Linked DNA regions of Mus musculus: region 1 is linked to region 2. The links are chromatin contacts, called in public HiChIP or PLAC-seq maps. All regions are on one chromosome and are shown on one strand. The core of a region is the stretch at or near the end of the contact, and the rest is flanking DNA. Distances in the headings are between cores, read along the strand shown. Region 1 has its middle 6.0 kb from the start of Gm51457. Region 2 holds the start of Prrt2 (proline-rich transmembrane protein 2).

Evidence for each region. HiChIP or PLAC-seq counts read pairs in DNA pulled down with a chosen protein or histone mark.
Region 1: an H3K4me3 HiChIP or PLAC-seq map of the SCID.adh cell line shows a contact between it and region 2, with 12 read pairs. The contact joins the enhancer-like site here to the promoter of Prrt2 in region 2. A contact is called at or near these places in 4 of 39 promoter capture datasets (the HPC-7 cell line, embryonic stem cells, neural stem cells and 1 more), 1 of 15 datasets of contacts at CTCF or cohesin (pro-B cells), 19 of 484 Hi-C or Micro-C datasets (8-cell embryo, B cells, CD4 T cells and 14 more), 11 of 115 datasets of contacts at active chromatin or transcription factors (the HPC-7 cell line, the SCID.adh cell line, bone marrow-derived macrophages and 6 more) and 4 of 9 other capture datasets (adipose tissue, embryonic stem cells, liver and 1 more).

What each region holds. Positions count from the first base shown.
Region 1 is chr7:127,067,180-127,074,729 of GRCm38.p6, forward strand. No RefSeq gene overlaps it. Among named protein-coding and RNA genes, the nearest start is that of Gm51457, 6.0 kb to the right of the region's middle. Within about 2 kb of position 5,027, at least 17 of the 459 cell types and tissues checked have an H3K27ac peak or open chromatin away from gene starts, as enhancers often do. A contact at or near this core is called in the MNK3 cell line and the SCID.adh cell line, where this site is marked.
Region 2 is chr7:127,017,607-127,024,933 of GRCm38.p6, forward strand. It overlaps Prrt2 (proline-rich transmembrane protein 2), which reads right to left and starts at 3,605. Exons shown (of 4, transcript NM_001102563.1): 1 at 3,399-3,605; 2 at 1,789-2,749; 3 at 1,278-1,410; 4 at 1-1,124. The coding sequence starts at 2,685. The coding sequence ends at 1,114. Maz (MYC-associated zinc finger protein (purine-binding transcription factor)) reads right to left here. Exons shown (of 5, transcript NM_010772.1): 3 at 7,270-7,327; 4 at 6,838-7,009; 5 at 4,528-5,562. The coding sequence ends at 5,408.

The DNA.
Region 1 (7,550 bases), core at 3,777-6,276, 51 kb after region 2:
ACTACTAAACTCAGAAGTGAAGTTAGGCGCAGTCAGTCATCTTTTGGCAGTAGCCCCAGGCTGTCTGTCTTATGTGCATTTTTTTTTTTTAATATAAGAAAGCATTTCCTTTGAGGCTCTCAGTTTCAGAGGATCCATGACCATCACTTGTGGGTCCTGAGGACTGAACTTAGGCTGCCAGGCTTGGTGGCAAGTGTCTTACTTGTTGAGCCCTCTCACTTCCTACCTGACCTCCTACAGCACACGCCTTAAGTTTCAGTTGGTTATTAGAATCATGGTTCTCAGTGGAAGAGAGTGTATCTACTTTCGGGTGTTAGCCTTAGCATTACATGTAACAATCTGCTGTGTGCTTGACTGTCCGAATATTCTTAAGAATGGCATCTTTTCTTCCCAGTCTACTGAATGATGAAGCTCTAGTTTCTAAGCTTGGACCTTCTAATGTCCCTTAGATCAGGCAGGGTCCCCGCATAGGTGTGGTCTATATTTTCTGTTGGGCTTAAAGAAGCCTCAAAAGACTGACTTCCAGCCATTGTCAAACCCTGATTTAAAGGATCCAAGTCTCAGAGAGGCGAAATGAAAGAAAGGGCTATTAAGGTAACATGGTCAAGAAAGAGAACTATACACGTGCGTGCACATACACACAATCTAGTTACATCTCTCTGAGAGTCAAAAATTAGTATGAGTATCAGTGTATCTTCCTCCTAGCTTCCTTTTTTTTTTTTTTTTTTTTTTTTTTTTTTTGGTTTTTTGAGACAGGGTTTCTCTGTGTAGCCCTGGCTGTCCTGGAGCTCACTCTGAAGACCAGGCTGCCTCGAACTCAGAAATCCACCTGCCTCTGTCTCCCAAGCGCTGGGATTAAAGGCGTGCGCCACCACTGCCTGGCCTCTTCCTAGATTCCTGAAAGATAGTTTTCTACTGTTTGCCTTCAAAGAGGAACAAGATGTAGAACTCTCAGCTCCTTCTCCAGCACCTGCCTGGATGCTGCCATGCTTAATGTCTTAATGATAATGGGCTGAACCTCTGAACCTGTAAGCCAGTTTCAGTTAAATTATTCTGGGAAGTGTTTTCTGAGAGCACAAAGAAGCTGTGTTCCAGAGAGCGCTGAGATCGTACCTCAGCTTCAGCTGGATTTGGTAACATGTAAGAGTCACCCAGGTGGTACTGGTTCTGAAGGCATGAAGGGGTCATGAAGAACAGCTGAGGCTTGGCACTGTGGGAGGCCATGGAAGGCCATTGGTGAAGGTGCAGCCTCAGTTGCAGTTGATGGCCCAGAACTGAAGGCGTCATGCAGAGGAGTTGAGGCTGGGCACCATGAAGGGAGCCTCTGAGAGGCTACTGGTGAAGCCTAGTTGCAGTGAGAAACCCCATCATGTTAGAGATGCCAGTACCATGGGATGACCATCAGGAACAGCAGCAACAGTGGAGTAGAATCAACCAGACCCTGGAATGCTACAGTGGGCAAAGCTAGAGATATGACCCAAACCCTTTGGAGGAACCCAGAAGATAATTTGTGGGTACCAGACATTGGAACAAGAAGCTGTAACTTCAATGTTGCCTTGGGGACGCCAAGATGTTTGAGATGCCAGAGTCATGGGATACCTGTTATGGAAAACTACTAACAGGGAGTGGAACTAGCCACCAAAGAGAGTTGTGCTGCAGTCAACAAAGCAGAAAGGAGTTGGATATCAGATGTGGAGATGCTGAATTTAGAGTTTTCCCAGCTGGTTTTTGGTCTTGCATTGGTCCAGTATTTCCTCAGTATGAAGCTTTGGAATGATAATGTATATCCTGTGACGGTGGAGGTATGTGATCCACTTTTTTTGATTTTATAAGGGATTACAATTAAGTGATTGGATGAATCTCAGAAGAGACTTTGAATTTTTACAGACTATGGGACTTTTGGAGTTGGACTAAATGTATTTTTTATTATGCTTTGGCTAAGTCTGGCCCCCATAGACTTGTGTGTTTGAAGAAGATTATGGGATCAGGGAGTAGAATGTAGTGGCCCAGGGAGTGGCATATTAGGAAATGTGGCCTTTTTGGAGTAGGTATGACTTTGTTGGAGGAAGTGTGTCACTGTGAAGGTAGGTTTTGAGATCCTTCTCCTAGCTTCCTGGAACTCAGTCTTTGCCTTTGGAAGACCTCCTTCTCCATCACCACAGCTGCCTGGACGCTGCCATGCTTCCTGCATTGATGATAATGGACTGAAACTCTGAGACTGTAAGATAGCCCCAGTTAAATGTTGTCTTTTATAAGAGTTGCCTTAGTCATGGTGTCTACTCACAGCAATGAAACCCTAAGACGCTCAGCTATGGAGCACAGTTAAGGCCAGTCAGGGTTGAATGAAGCCAAACACGAGGCTGGAGAGACCCGCCAGCAGTTAAGAGCATTGACTGCTTTTCCACAGGACCCAGAGATTCGTTCCCAGCACCCATATCAGGTGGCTCCCAACTGCAACTTCAGATCCCCGGGGTCTGATGCCCTATTCTGGTCCCCATGGGCAGTCTCACACATGTGTCATACATAAAAACACATGCCCATAAATGAATATAGATCTTTTTAAATAGAGAGAGGCTCTTTCCAGTCAGTGACAATCAATGGGCACCTCTCAAGAACACTGACACAGTGCCATAGGACAGGGGCAAGAAGAAGTGTAAGCTGGGACAACCTGCTGCCAACGCTGAGATCACCCTCAGAGCACACACAAAGGCTGAGTTCCAGGAGGCAATACAAAGAATCCTGTGCCTGAGATTGCATGTGAGGACTTTGCTTGGGACTCTGACTGGGCCATGCGGTAGAGCAAAAGCTATGTGCTAACCCTATAGGTGGAACAACATTATGAACTAACCAGTACCCCGGAGCTTTTGACTCTAGCTGCATATGTATCAAAAGATGGCCTAGTTGGCCATCACTGGAAAGAGAGGCCCATTGGACTTGCAAACTTTATATTCCCCAGTACAGGGGAATACCAGGGCCAAAAAGTGGGAGTGGGTGGGTAGGGGGGTTGGGGGGAGGGCATGGGGGACTTTTGGGATAGCATTGGAAATGTAAATGAGGAAAATACCTAATGAAAAAAAAATGGAACTCAAAATCTACAGTCACAAAACAATGATCAGAGGCAACTTCAATAAAACAGATTTGATCACTCTCTTTTGCACACCTAAATTTTAAAGAACATTAATTATAATAAATATATTTTGAAAATGAAAAAAAAAGCTATGTGCTAGAGAGCAAGGGGCTGGAGTTCTGTGTGAGCAAGATCAAATCCCAGAAAGTAAGTCGCCATCCGTAGCTCATATAAATAAACGGATTGCTCATCCTATGTAGTAAGAGAGGAGGCTGCAGGCATGTGAGCAGCTGGCTCACAATTTAATCCCAGCACTCAGAAGGCAGAGGCAGGTGGATCTCTGTGAGTTTGAGGCCAGCCTGGAATATATAGGGAGTTCTAGGCCAGACTAAGACCCTATCTCAAAACAAAACCTTACATAAGAAAACCCAAGTAAATGTGTTGCCAAACAATGAGAGCTCTGCTACCTGTTTAGGGAAAATCCTCTCTACTTCCCTTTTAACAGAGCTGGCAGACAAGGCATCAGAGTCTTGCCAAACAAACCCAACACTGCTTTCTTCAACTGCTCCAATGGATACAGGACTCTAGCAAGCAAAAGTGGCCTCACCAGGCTGAAGAGGGGCCACCCTGTCTCATCTCCTGTTCTCCACAGCTCAGCGTGTGGCTGTCTACAGGTTTTCACCTCACTCTTTGCTTATTCGAAATCCAGCTACCTCAGACACCCTGGGTTCAGTCCTCCTGGTGCTCTCCAGGGTGCTCAGCACCCTGTCCCCAGCTGGTTTCCTCCACTTCCTTCTTGGCACCTTTACTTTAAATACATTCCTTGTACTCTCATATTTCTCTACTATGACTCTAATTGCCCTGCACTGTAATTTATCTGTTTGCATAGAGGCCCCCTCCACTAAACTAAACTCATTCTAGGCAGGTTACTCATACTGATTCATCTCTTCATTGCCAACATGAGCTAAGGCATCACACCTGGCCCAGCATAGCCATGCCATAAAGGATTGTTGAATGAATAGGCGAGGCAGTGCCTTGGGGCTGGCATGTGCTACTGAGACTTCTGTTCAGCCATCATCCTTGGCCTTTCCCAGGTCTGTGTCTTTTCTTCAAGATTCTCGCTCTGGTCAAACTGTCAAGCTTGAAGTGGGTGGGAGCATCTCATGGACACTGTATTATAAAGAGACATGGGATGCAGTCCTTACCCACTGTGAGACCTAGCAAGCTCCAGTTTCTGTTAACCAGATTAACCTTGTGTGTGCATGCCTGTGTGCACACGCATGCATGGCATTCCTTCACTGAATTATACCCCTAGTCTAAGCCAATCAAGCTCTGTCAAGCTCCTAGCATAGGCGTAGCATACAAGCCTGAATAATTTTCTAAAGAGTTCATCTAATAAGGTCTGTCAGTCACCTAGATAGGAAAACCCCCCTCAGAAAAGGACCTGGACTAGAATAAACCATCTCACCCAGTAATCTTTGTCTCCCTGTTTGCTTTAGCAGAGGTGGCAGGTTGTAGCCCCCACAAGCTCCCTCACTGCACGGTGACACACATCAAGGGTGTTTTTTCTTTGCAATGTCCTTTTGGCCACAGTCCACCCTCCTCGGTAGAGGGTACCCCACTTTACTCTGTAACAAACACAATGCACACTGTCCTCTTACCACTGTGCACCTCTCAAGCCCTCTCTCTGCTTTTGTCTGCCCATTCACTTTAGAAAAAAAAAATAATGACCCAAAGCTCAAGAAACCACAGAGCCAACCACACAGGCAAAAGCAGCCTGAACTCGAGGCTGACAGCTCTGGAAGATGGACGTGTGGAGTCAGTGTCTCCTGCCCAGGAGGTCTCAGGTTCCCAAAGGGCAGACACTAAGGGAGAACTCTTCACAGCACAGGGACCTGCTCAGGCACAGCCAGACACAGCATGGGGCTAACTCTGCCTGTGGCCAGGGAAGGGTGTTCACAGATGCCAGATCGTAGAGTTAAAGAATTTCAGCCTCACGTCAGAATGGATGTCCTATGGTCTTCCGTCTCACCATCCACTTTGAATGTGTTTAGCTTCCTCTTTAGGAGCAGGCCTTTCCATCCTGGTGCTGCCCTGTGCTCCTCCCCATGCCAGTTTCTCAGTTTGATTAATCCAGATTCTTGCCTCTTGGTGTCCACCCCCTATCTGATTTCCCCCACAGACCCTCTCACTTCGAATAGTCTGCAGATACCACAGTGACCATCTCAGTTGCTGCGGCACCTCCTGGAATGTTTGCCTGCTTGCACTAAACCCAGCACTTAGCAATCCCCAGAAACTCTGCATGGCTAACACCATAGGCTGCAAGCAAGGCGTTAGTGCATGGATCTCTGCCAGTGGTTGGTCGCCATGCTGTGCCTTCCCATTGGCCCTCTTTCCTCTGGGATCTACATGGATTGTAAAAATTGCTTCTGTAACCTCACTGGCTCTGCTCTGTTGCCTCCTCTTTAGCCCTCCTGACACATGCGGGTCTAACTCTTCTCCCTGCCGAGGGCCTCCTGGAGTCTGGCCTTAGAGCCAGATGAGAGTAAATCAAGACAGAAAAATGTAGGCTGAAGGCCAGTTCTGTCACTTGGGGCTGGTTGTTAAAAGTGTCACCTGTTTTTTTGTATTAGTAAAAGAAGGACATAGGCTGAGGGTTTTGCTCAATGGTGTGTGCCTACTATGCACGAGGCTCTGGTTAAAGGACGAGTTAGTTGCACTTTACAGGATTGAATAAAATCTATAGGTACGCCTAGAAAATTGTTAGGCTCATAGACTCACACTTGGTTCCAGCTGCTAGCAGGAGTGTCGGCTTCCTGCTGTGGAGCATCCAGAGACCCTGTCCTCACCTGGCAGGAAGACAAAGGAAAATGGTGTAATGGTCCACTGCGGAGAATGTACAAGGAAGATGTGGCTGAAGGATAAGTGTGGCCCATCCTAGAGTGAAAGTCAGGAACAATTCACTGTCAGGTCAATTTTAGAGGAAGCAGAGTAGAGTCGGAGAAGGTGGGTCATGCGTGACAGCTCCACCTAGCTCATGAGCTCCAGGGGAAGGGGGTGTCGGCACAATGGGCCAGCAGGCTCAAAACCTAGGGACTTGATGACCAGTTTAAGACAACCCTGGAGGATAACAAGACAGACACTGTGTAGTGACAGAACTCCCTAGAGCTCAGCCCTGGCTTTATTCCAAGGACAGGGCTGGAGCTATTTGCTGGGCTAGTCATTACTTCAGAGATTAGGGTAAGAAAATATAGGAGTGCCTGGACTCTCTTATAGAAGACCCAAATGTTTCCGGTGATTGGCAGGTTTGAAAGGAATTGACTCAGCAGAGGGGGTCTGGGTTCCCTTTCTGCTCTGGCACTTGCTAGATGTATGGCATTTTTTTTTTAAGTTTTCTCAAGATCAAAGGGCTCAGTTCTAAAACCAAGACCGTGGCAGGTGATATGGGATAATGCCCATCCCAGACGAACCGCTGGATCCCTTCACACCTAAGTCTCCAACTATAAGATAAGATGTGGCAGCCTCCGGCTTGCATGCTTCAGTGTGAGCCTGCCTTCCCTGATTCTCACCATAAAGTTGTGTCTTTCAGAAGATGCCAGGGCTGTACCGACTTCTATATACACAGGAAGAACTCATGGTTGGCCCCATTTTCTTTTGTGTGCTGAAGCTAAATATTTGAAATGCAAAACACTTTCCACCTACGTGTGTTTGACGGTCTTAGCTTTGGCTCATGTTGCTGTCTGAACCACAACCCATCTCCCTTATATTACGTTTCTGTATCCCATCATTAGGGACGTGTAGTGAGGCCCAGGCACACCATCCTCAGCAGAGAAATGAGCTTGGTAGAAGCTGGATATCCACAATGGAATTGTAAGTCAGATCCAGGCACATGCACACCTATAATTGCAGCACTTGGGAGGTAGAGGCAGGAAGATCAGGGGTTCAAAGTCATTTTCAGATGACCTTGAGCTGACCTTGAATGAGTTCAAGGTTAGTCTGGGCTAGATAAGACCATGTCCCTAAATATATACAAAACAAAAACAAACAAACAAGAGGATCAAACAGACAGAAAGTAAATGAATGAAAAAGGAGGAGAAATGTTCAAGATTTAGCCATAATAGGAGGTCTGAGCAAGCAGGGATCCAGAGACTTGATGAGGGATTTCCTTGTCACCTTACGTCCCCACTCCCCACCTGCTGTCAATCTCTTCTTGCTTGAGTCTGGTGGTCTCCACACTTTGGGGCTGGGGACATGTGGGAACTGTCATTGATGGGAAGGATGAGTTCTGAGTACAGAGTTGGAACTAGATGAGCCTAATTGTTATAAATGTTCTCACCCACCATTCCTCACAGTCCCCATGGAGCCAAGCAGATCTCCTCCCAGGAATGGACCAAGTGTCTTAGTTACTTCTCTATTGCTCTGAAGAGGCACCATGACCAAGGAAACTTATAGAAGAAGTAGTTAATAGGGGGTTTAGAGTTTC
Region 2 (7,327 bases), core at 2,355-4,854:
CAGTTTTATTTTTTGAAAAGGAATTTTAGTTTTCCCCCAACTTTTTTTTTTTTTTTTAAAAAAGAAAGGAAACAAACAAAAAACCCCGCCAACTCTGAAATGCATCGCAGCTGGCTCTCTGCCTCCTCAGAGGGCTGTCGCGTGCAACAAACCTCCCTCATCCTCTTAGAGAATAATTACAGAGCTCCCCCACCCTTCCCTTGCTCCCTGCAGCTGGGAACTTTGGTCCTGTTTTTGTTTGTTTGTTTTGTTTTGAATTCTACTGTTTACAAAGCACATAAATAGACCTTCAAACAAGAAACTCTGAGGTTAAAAAGCCCAAACGGGCAGATCAATTCAGGCTGACTCTTCAGGCGCAGCTATGCCCCTTCCTCCCCTGGATGTTCAGAATAAGGACTCTCAGAAGGTCCCCCAGGTGAGGACTCACTTGCCAGCTTTGGGACCCAATAGGCACCTTAGGGGTAGGGGTAGGGTATGGTCTGGGCCTGGGTGGTCCCCAGTAGAGAACAGTCAGAGCCCCCAGCTAGGCTCCTCTCCCCACACCATCCTTCTTCCCTCAGCCTGACCTAAGTACTGCAGTTTTTGCAGACTAAGTGTTGGCAGGAGGGTGAAGACGCTAAGGGGGAGATGAAAAGGGAGAAAGGGTCAGGGGACGTGGCAAGGGGAAAAACGGTGTTAAGGAAGGGGAGAACGGGATGGGTTAGATACCAAGACAATGAACGTTGGGAGGCCAGGGATAAGGTTCAGAGGATTCCAGAGGCAGGAAGAAGTGCAGGGAGGCTGGGAGAGATGCAGAGGTGCAGAGTACAATTTAGATGTTCAGGAAGGCTTCCAGAAGTGCAGAGAGGTTTTCAGAGTGCAGGGTTAGGGAGGTCAAGAGGCAGGAGTGGGGTGGGGGTCTGCAGGCAAAAGTGCAGGGAGAAAGGAAGCCTATGGCTGGCAGAGGAGCCTGGCAGGATGCAGGGGGAAAGAAGCTGTAAACAAGGCCGCTCAGGCTCCCTTGGTCCCTAGAGATGGGGGCCAGGGCCATGGACTGGGATTCTCCCAGGACAGGGATGGACCCAAGACAGCTCCCAACAGGAAGAAAAGTCTTGGAATGCAGGGCAGAGCCCCTCACTTATACACTGTGGGAGAGGAGAGGGAAAGACAGACAGGGAAGGAGACAGGAAGAGACAAAGGCATAGGGAGGACAGACAGGAGAGAGCAGGGTCAGGGGTTAGTAAAGCTGCCCTGGTCAACCCTCCGCGCCTCCCTTCCTGTCCCTGACCCCCACTCACCGCCTAAGTTGATGACGCAGGAGGCGATGATGATGAGGACCCCCCCAACCAGCGCCACGATGCTTAAGAGCTTGGCTACTCGGCCCAGACGTTGAGCCCCATCCACGTCCCCCTGTTGCAGGCTGTTCCGGGACTGGGGTGAGGGTGAGGGGTTTGGAGGTATCATGGCCCAGGTCAGCAGGAGCCAGCCCAGCAGGGATCAGGTGAGAGTCCAGAGGAGGAAGGTCAGCCCAATGGGGTTGAGAAAGGAAGGAGAATTGGGGACGCAGGAGGAAGAGGGTACAGGTCAGTAAGATTATATGACACATCTGTTTCCCTCCCGCTTGAAGGGGTCGGGCAGGAGTGCCTTGGAAGGTTAGGTCCTGGGGAGAGACAAGCAAAGGGCCAGCAATTGGAAAAGTGGGATCCATGCAGAGAGGTGAGGGAAGGTGTCATTACTGGGGCTCTGGGCTGACACTGGCACGAAGCTGAGAGCCACAGTACACTTGGGCCAGGGTCCCTTGGGGCTCACCATGACGGCATAAGCGAAGGCCACAATGTTGACAGGCCACATGGGGCAGAAGCAGGACAGGATGGCAAGGATGATATAGTCCCGAGGTTTCTGGGTGCCTTCGCCCCCTTCCACCCCAGGCCCTGCCAGCTGGGAGCTGGGATGACGGCTTAGGCTACCTCGAGGAGATCCTGGATGCCCACCGTGTGCCCTTCCTATTCTGTCTTCCTCAACGAGTTTCTGCAGCACACGGGGGGGAGCCCCATTGGCTGGGGGTGTTTTAGTTGAGGGTGGTGAGTGAGGTTGGGGGGCTGGGCCCTCTTCCCCGTCACCAGCCTGAAGGGGAACCACTGCTCCGTTTTCTTGTTTTTCCCCTGTACTTTCTGTCAGGACCTCTGTGGTAGGGTCCTCTTGGGTGGGGGGCTCTGCCTGAAGGGGTGGTTTAGGAGGAGGCTGGGAAGTTGGCTGAGGGTCTGACTGGGTGTTTATCTGAAAAGCAGGCTCCGAGGTTGGCTCAGGAGGGGCTGTAGACTGCGGCTCAGACCCTTCCTCTGCTGCAGTCTCTCTGTTCACATCTGGTTTGGATGCTGGCTCTTGGCGTGCCTCGCTGGGGCTGGGGCTGGGGCTGGCCTTGGAGCCTTCTTCTGGGTTTAAACTGAGGTCTGTGGCCTGGACTGTTTCTGGGGTTTCAACTGGGGTCTCTGTGGTTTCTGGTGCCAGCTCTGCCTTAGGCCCTGAGTCCACAGGGGCTGCAGTGATGCCTGGGCCCGGCTGAAGGGCCTCTGGCTGGTCTGGGATCTCTGCTACAACCTGGACAGGACCTAGTCCTTCTTCAGAATGCCTGGGACCTTCTGTCTGGGTTTTGGAACTGTCTTCCACCCCCTTCATCTCAGAGACCTGAGAGCTGCTGGCTGCCATCTTAGAGAAGCGAGATGGGAGAGGGCCCGTGGGGAAGAGGAGACAACAGTGACAGTAGCAAATCCTGGAAGAGGAGGAGACAGGCTTGGTGAGGAGGGAAGAGTGTCTCTCATCACCACAGGCTCAAGAGGGCTAGGATTCTGTTTCAAGGCTAGCCTGTACTGTCCCTAGGGAGAGGAGGAAAAGTTGGGATTTCCTTTGCTTTAAGGTGGAGAAGTATTTTAAAGTCGGCTTGGAGAGCCATGGGAAGATAAGCCCTTTTCTAAACAGAACTGCTCTTGGGTCTGTTCCTAGATCCATCCAACACACCCAACAAGACCCAGTCTCTCAGCTTCCAACTCGAAGGCGCACCAGAACATGAAAATCTGTGCATGCGTCAGGCACTCCAACAGGCAGACTGACCAGGACCCCACACAGTCTGCTCCTTCTGTACCCTTCCCTCCTCTCTGGGCACCACCTAAGAAGTGCAGGGTTTCCTACTGTGCATTTGGGCTCAAATGCCCGTCTACCTCCTTCCAGCCCCATTCTTGGGGAAGACCCAGTATCTTGTGCATACCTTCTTAGCCCTTCTTTTAGGGGTTCCCTTGTTGCTTTCAGCAGAGGCTGAGGGGGAGGGGATCTTCTCCCGATGGTACGACGCACCCAGCACCACCCTCTAGTTCGCCTGGCACCTGCATTCTCATGCCACCCAGCTGTCTGTCGTCCACACCTACCAGCAGTCTCAGTTGGTCCCAGTCTCATCCGCTGCCAGCCTCGGGACTGCTCCTGCGTCCCGCCGCCACCGCCGCTGCTGCTGCAGCAGCCGCAGACCGGGGAGGGAACAAGTCTGTGAGCAATGAAGGGAGGTGGCGGGTCTCCCCTCCTCTCTCCTCCGGGTTTGCTCGGCCCTTCTTCTCTGGTCCCCTCCCCTAAGCTCCACTGCTGCCGCGCCGCCCCCGCCCCTAGCACGCCTCCTGCCCCTCCCGGATAGCCCAAGAGAACCTCGTGCCAGGCCCCGTGTTACCTGGGTAACCGGCCTGGGGACCACTCGTGCCCCCTCCCTGCCCTTTCTCGCCCCCTCCCTGTCCTTTCTCACGCGCACCTCCTGGTGGGGCACCCCCTTCTTCCTAAGTCCTCGGCCCCTCCCGCCAACGGTCACCGGGGGATCCTGGCAGAGACCTAGGTCTGCGAAGAGACGGACCAGTGAGGATTGGGTGGAGGCACCCTGAGCAGCATAGATGGGTTAAGCAAACAGGTCTAAGTTTGGGGTGGCTGCAGGGGAACTGCGTGGGGTTTCAAGAGAAGGGAGCCTGCAGAACTGAAGCCTTCCTACTCTTGGAAAGCAGCAGCAGCAATGCGTGATGGAAGCTTAAGGGAGGGTCTTTGTAAAGGTTTGAGCAAAGCCCAGAAATGGAAATTCCAGCAAGCTAGGAAGGGCCAGGGCAAGCAGTCCATGACCACCACAGTGGGACCCGAATGCAGCTTACTGAACCCTGTGTCAACCATGGACCCTGGGATCTGTATGTGCAGCCTGGTGCTGGGTTGTAGACAGGACAGCATCAATAACTAGCTTGGCATCCCTAATCTCCAGTGGGTATTCTGTGCCTGTTCAGATTGGGTATTCCCTGAAGACCTGGAATCTGCTCTCCATAACTTCTGGATTCTTGGCCCTACCCTAAATTTGTGTTGTACTGCAGCTAGAGGTTGTACCTCAGAAGAGAGAAGCTACCACTTTGCAGAGCAGGAAAGGTTGGGACCAAGATCAAGGTCAACAAAGAACCCCTCCCTCTCCCTGGGAGGGGTGAGGCATGAGCACACACAACAGGGGGCTTGGTGAAGATAACTTAGGAACTCAGAGACAAGTTTTTATTTAAAATTTATTGTAATGGGGTCTGCGCAAAAGGAGGGAGGGGAGGGTGGGGAACATGCAAGGGACACAGGAACACGATGACATGGCCAGGGCCATAGCTTCTGTTATGGGAAAGAGGAAGAAAGACCAGGGCTGGAGCTGGGGTGGAAGAGGGAAGGGGGAGACACTGTGGCTGCATTCCCCCACCCCCAGGAAGCACCTCTTGTCCCTGGCTCCCCTCCTTTGCCCTGGCCCCCTAAGATTCCATCTCTCTTGTTCTGCCTCTGGCTCCAGTGGCTCCTTCTGATGCTCCCCTTGGCTTCTCCCTGGACAGACACTCCAGTAGGATGCTTGGGGTTTAACCACCCAACCTTACTCAAGTATCCCTCTGCCTTCCCCGCTTCTGCCCCTCCTCAATACCACCTTTTCTCTCCTCTGGGACAGAATCTTCTTTCCCCTCCTCTCTCCTCCCTACCCCTGGGAAAAAACAACAACAAAAAAGAAAGCACCAACTCCCCAGGAAGGGGCAGCAGACAGTAGGGGAGGGGACAGAAGGAGGAGAGCACAGGACCTTCTAGGAAAGGCTCACAAATCCCTGGGAGGCAAGGCAAGGGGTTAAAGGTGAGGGCAGTGGCTGCTGCTGTCCTCTGCCACCCCTGCTCATTGTCCAGGGGACTTCAACACAACTCAGGGGACAGGTGTTTGTAGGGTCAGCTCTGATAGGGAGAAGAAAGGAGCAGGAGAAACATTGTTAAAACCTAGTGAATTCCTTCTTCCTCCTCTCTGTCTGGAGGCTCCTTGGTTGATGAAGAGTCGTGAGGAGTTGGTGGGAAGAGGAGACTGTACCAAGAAGAGCTTTCCTCCACTCTCCCCTCTCCCCCATCAACTTGGAGCTCACCAAGGCTGGGAGGGAAGTGGCTGAGAGCTCACTGGTACCCCCTCTGCCCCAGAGAGGGAGCCCACAGCTGTGGGGGGGGCTGCCACCACTGCTGCTGCCGCCGCCGCCGCTGCTGCTGCCGCTGCCGCCATTGGACAAACCTCACCAGTACCTATAGGGAGAAACACCAAGGATCACAGCACAACCTAAATGGCAAGAAACATGTTCCATACCCCAGACTTTTCAACTATTTCCCTATTTCCCCTGGGACACAGCCGTTACTTCCTATCTGGTCCCCAGAGGCTTCGGCCTGCCTGCTTACCCAGACTGAGCATGTCCATACTGCCCTCTCTGGATCCCAAGGCTCCCTAATCTGAGTGACAGACTGGCATCCCTGGCCTTCCTGCGATCCCCTATTGGGCCCTTTGAGTTCCCTTGTCCCACACATCCCATGCTGCCCCCCCCAGCCATGTCCCACACCTTGCCTGGTGGGTGCAGGGGTCCCCCTCAGCAGGTAGGCTGTGGCTGGGGGGCATCTCCCGGGATAGGAGGGGCGGCCCCCCCCAGATGGGTCTGCATGTGGCCGGCCAGCTGGGCAGGGGTCTTGCAGTGCACGCTGCACAGCTTACACAGGATGCGGTCAGCCCGCGGGGCCTGGAGCCCATGGTCCTTCACCGCGTGGATGCGCAGGTATGCTGCTGTGGTGAAGCCTATTGGGGGGGGGGGTTGGGATGGGGGGTTGGGGTCAGCCTGGTGGAGACCCCAGAGACAGGGCTGTTCTCCTAGGCTGGGGACACCCTCCTCACATGGCACTGTCCTCCTCCCACATCCTTGGTAGGCTGGGGCCAACTACTCCAGAGAAGCATAGCCTTTCCCTACGCTTGCTGGGGACTGGTTTGTGTGGTGCCCTTACTTAGTCCTTAATCTCTACAGAGACCGTCCACGACACGGCTACCTAGCTTTTTAAAGGCTTGACTCTCAGTGGAGACGGCTGTGTCCCCCCCCTCTCCAGTGCCCCCGTCTCAGCTCCTTTAGTCACCAACCACAGTGAAACAGCTTTCTGCTACTGGGTAGGGTGCATGCTCGTCACACCCCTGCTGATGTACTCCACCTGCCCCAGGAGCTGGAGACAAGAGCTTGTGGCTGCTAAGTTGAAACCCTTGGGACTGGCTTTTTGGCTATTCCTTTCTCAAAGTAACCACGTCCCACTTCATTCTCCCAAGCACACCCATGAGGTTGAATTTCTGGTAGACGGTCTCCTGTGAACCATGGCACATAATTTAGTGGTGGTGTTTCCAATGCTGTTGTACTTGCCCCTTAAAGAGTTCTCTCTACTCGCCACAAGCTCTTAGCTGCAGCACCCTTGACCCACATCGGTGAAAAAAAACCCAACAGCTCTGTGCCCCCCTTTTTAGTCCCTGCCCTCCTGGCACCCCTTAGCATGTACCTTTGTTGCAGAGCTCACAGACATGGTGAGGGCCCTGGCTGTGCACCTTCATGTGGTCGGAAATATAAGCCGAGCTCAGCATCTTGCCACAGACATGACATGGCACCTTCTCCTCGTGTCGGACTGTGTGCGCTCGGAGGCGATCCTTCGTAGCAAAAGCTGCCTCACATTTCTGGGGGAGGGTGTGGGGTCACAGGAGAGTTAAAGCTTCGGGGAGTAGAGAGAAGGGAGCAAGATAAGGGGATCAGAGTCTCGGGGGTCTTTGATCTGTAGGAAATGGGCGTGAGATGACCAGGCCTTGAAGGAGAAATGTGAAAATGGAGTGAAGAGGCAAAAAGAGAGAGAAAAAGGGGGTCTGAGAGGCTGAACCCACACAGCTACAATGAGGATCAAAATCATGAAAACCAGGACAGGAGGAAGCTGGCTTCCTACCTCACATTTGAAGGGCCGCTCTGTTGAGTGCACTTGTCTGACGTGACTGTTGAGGTGA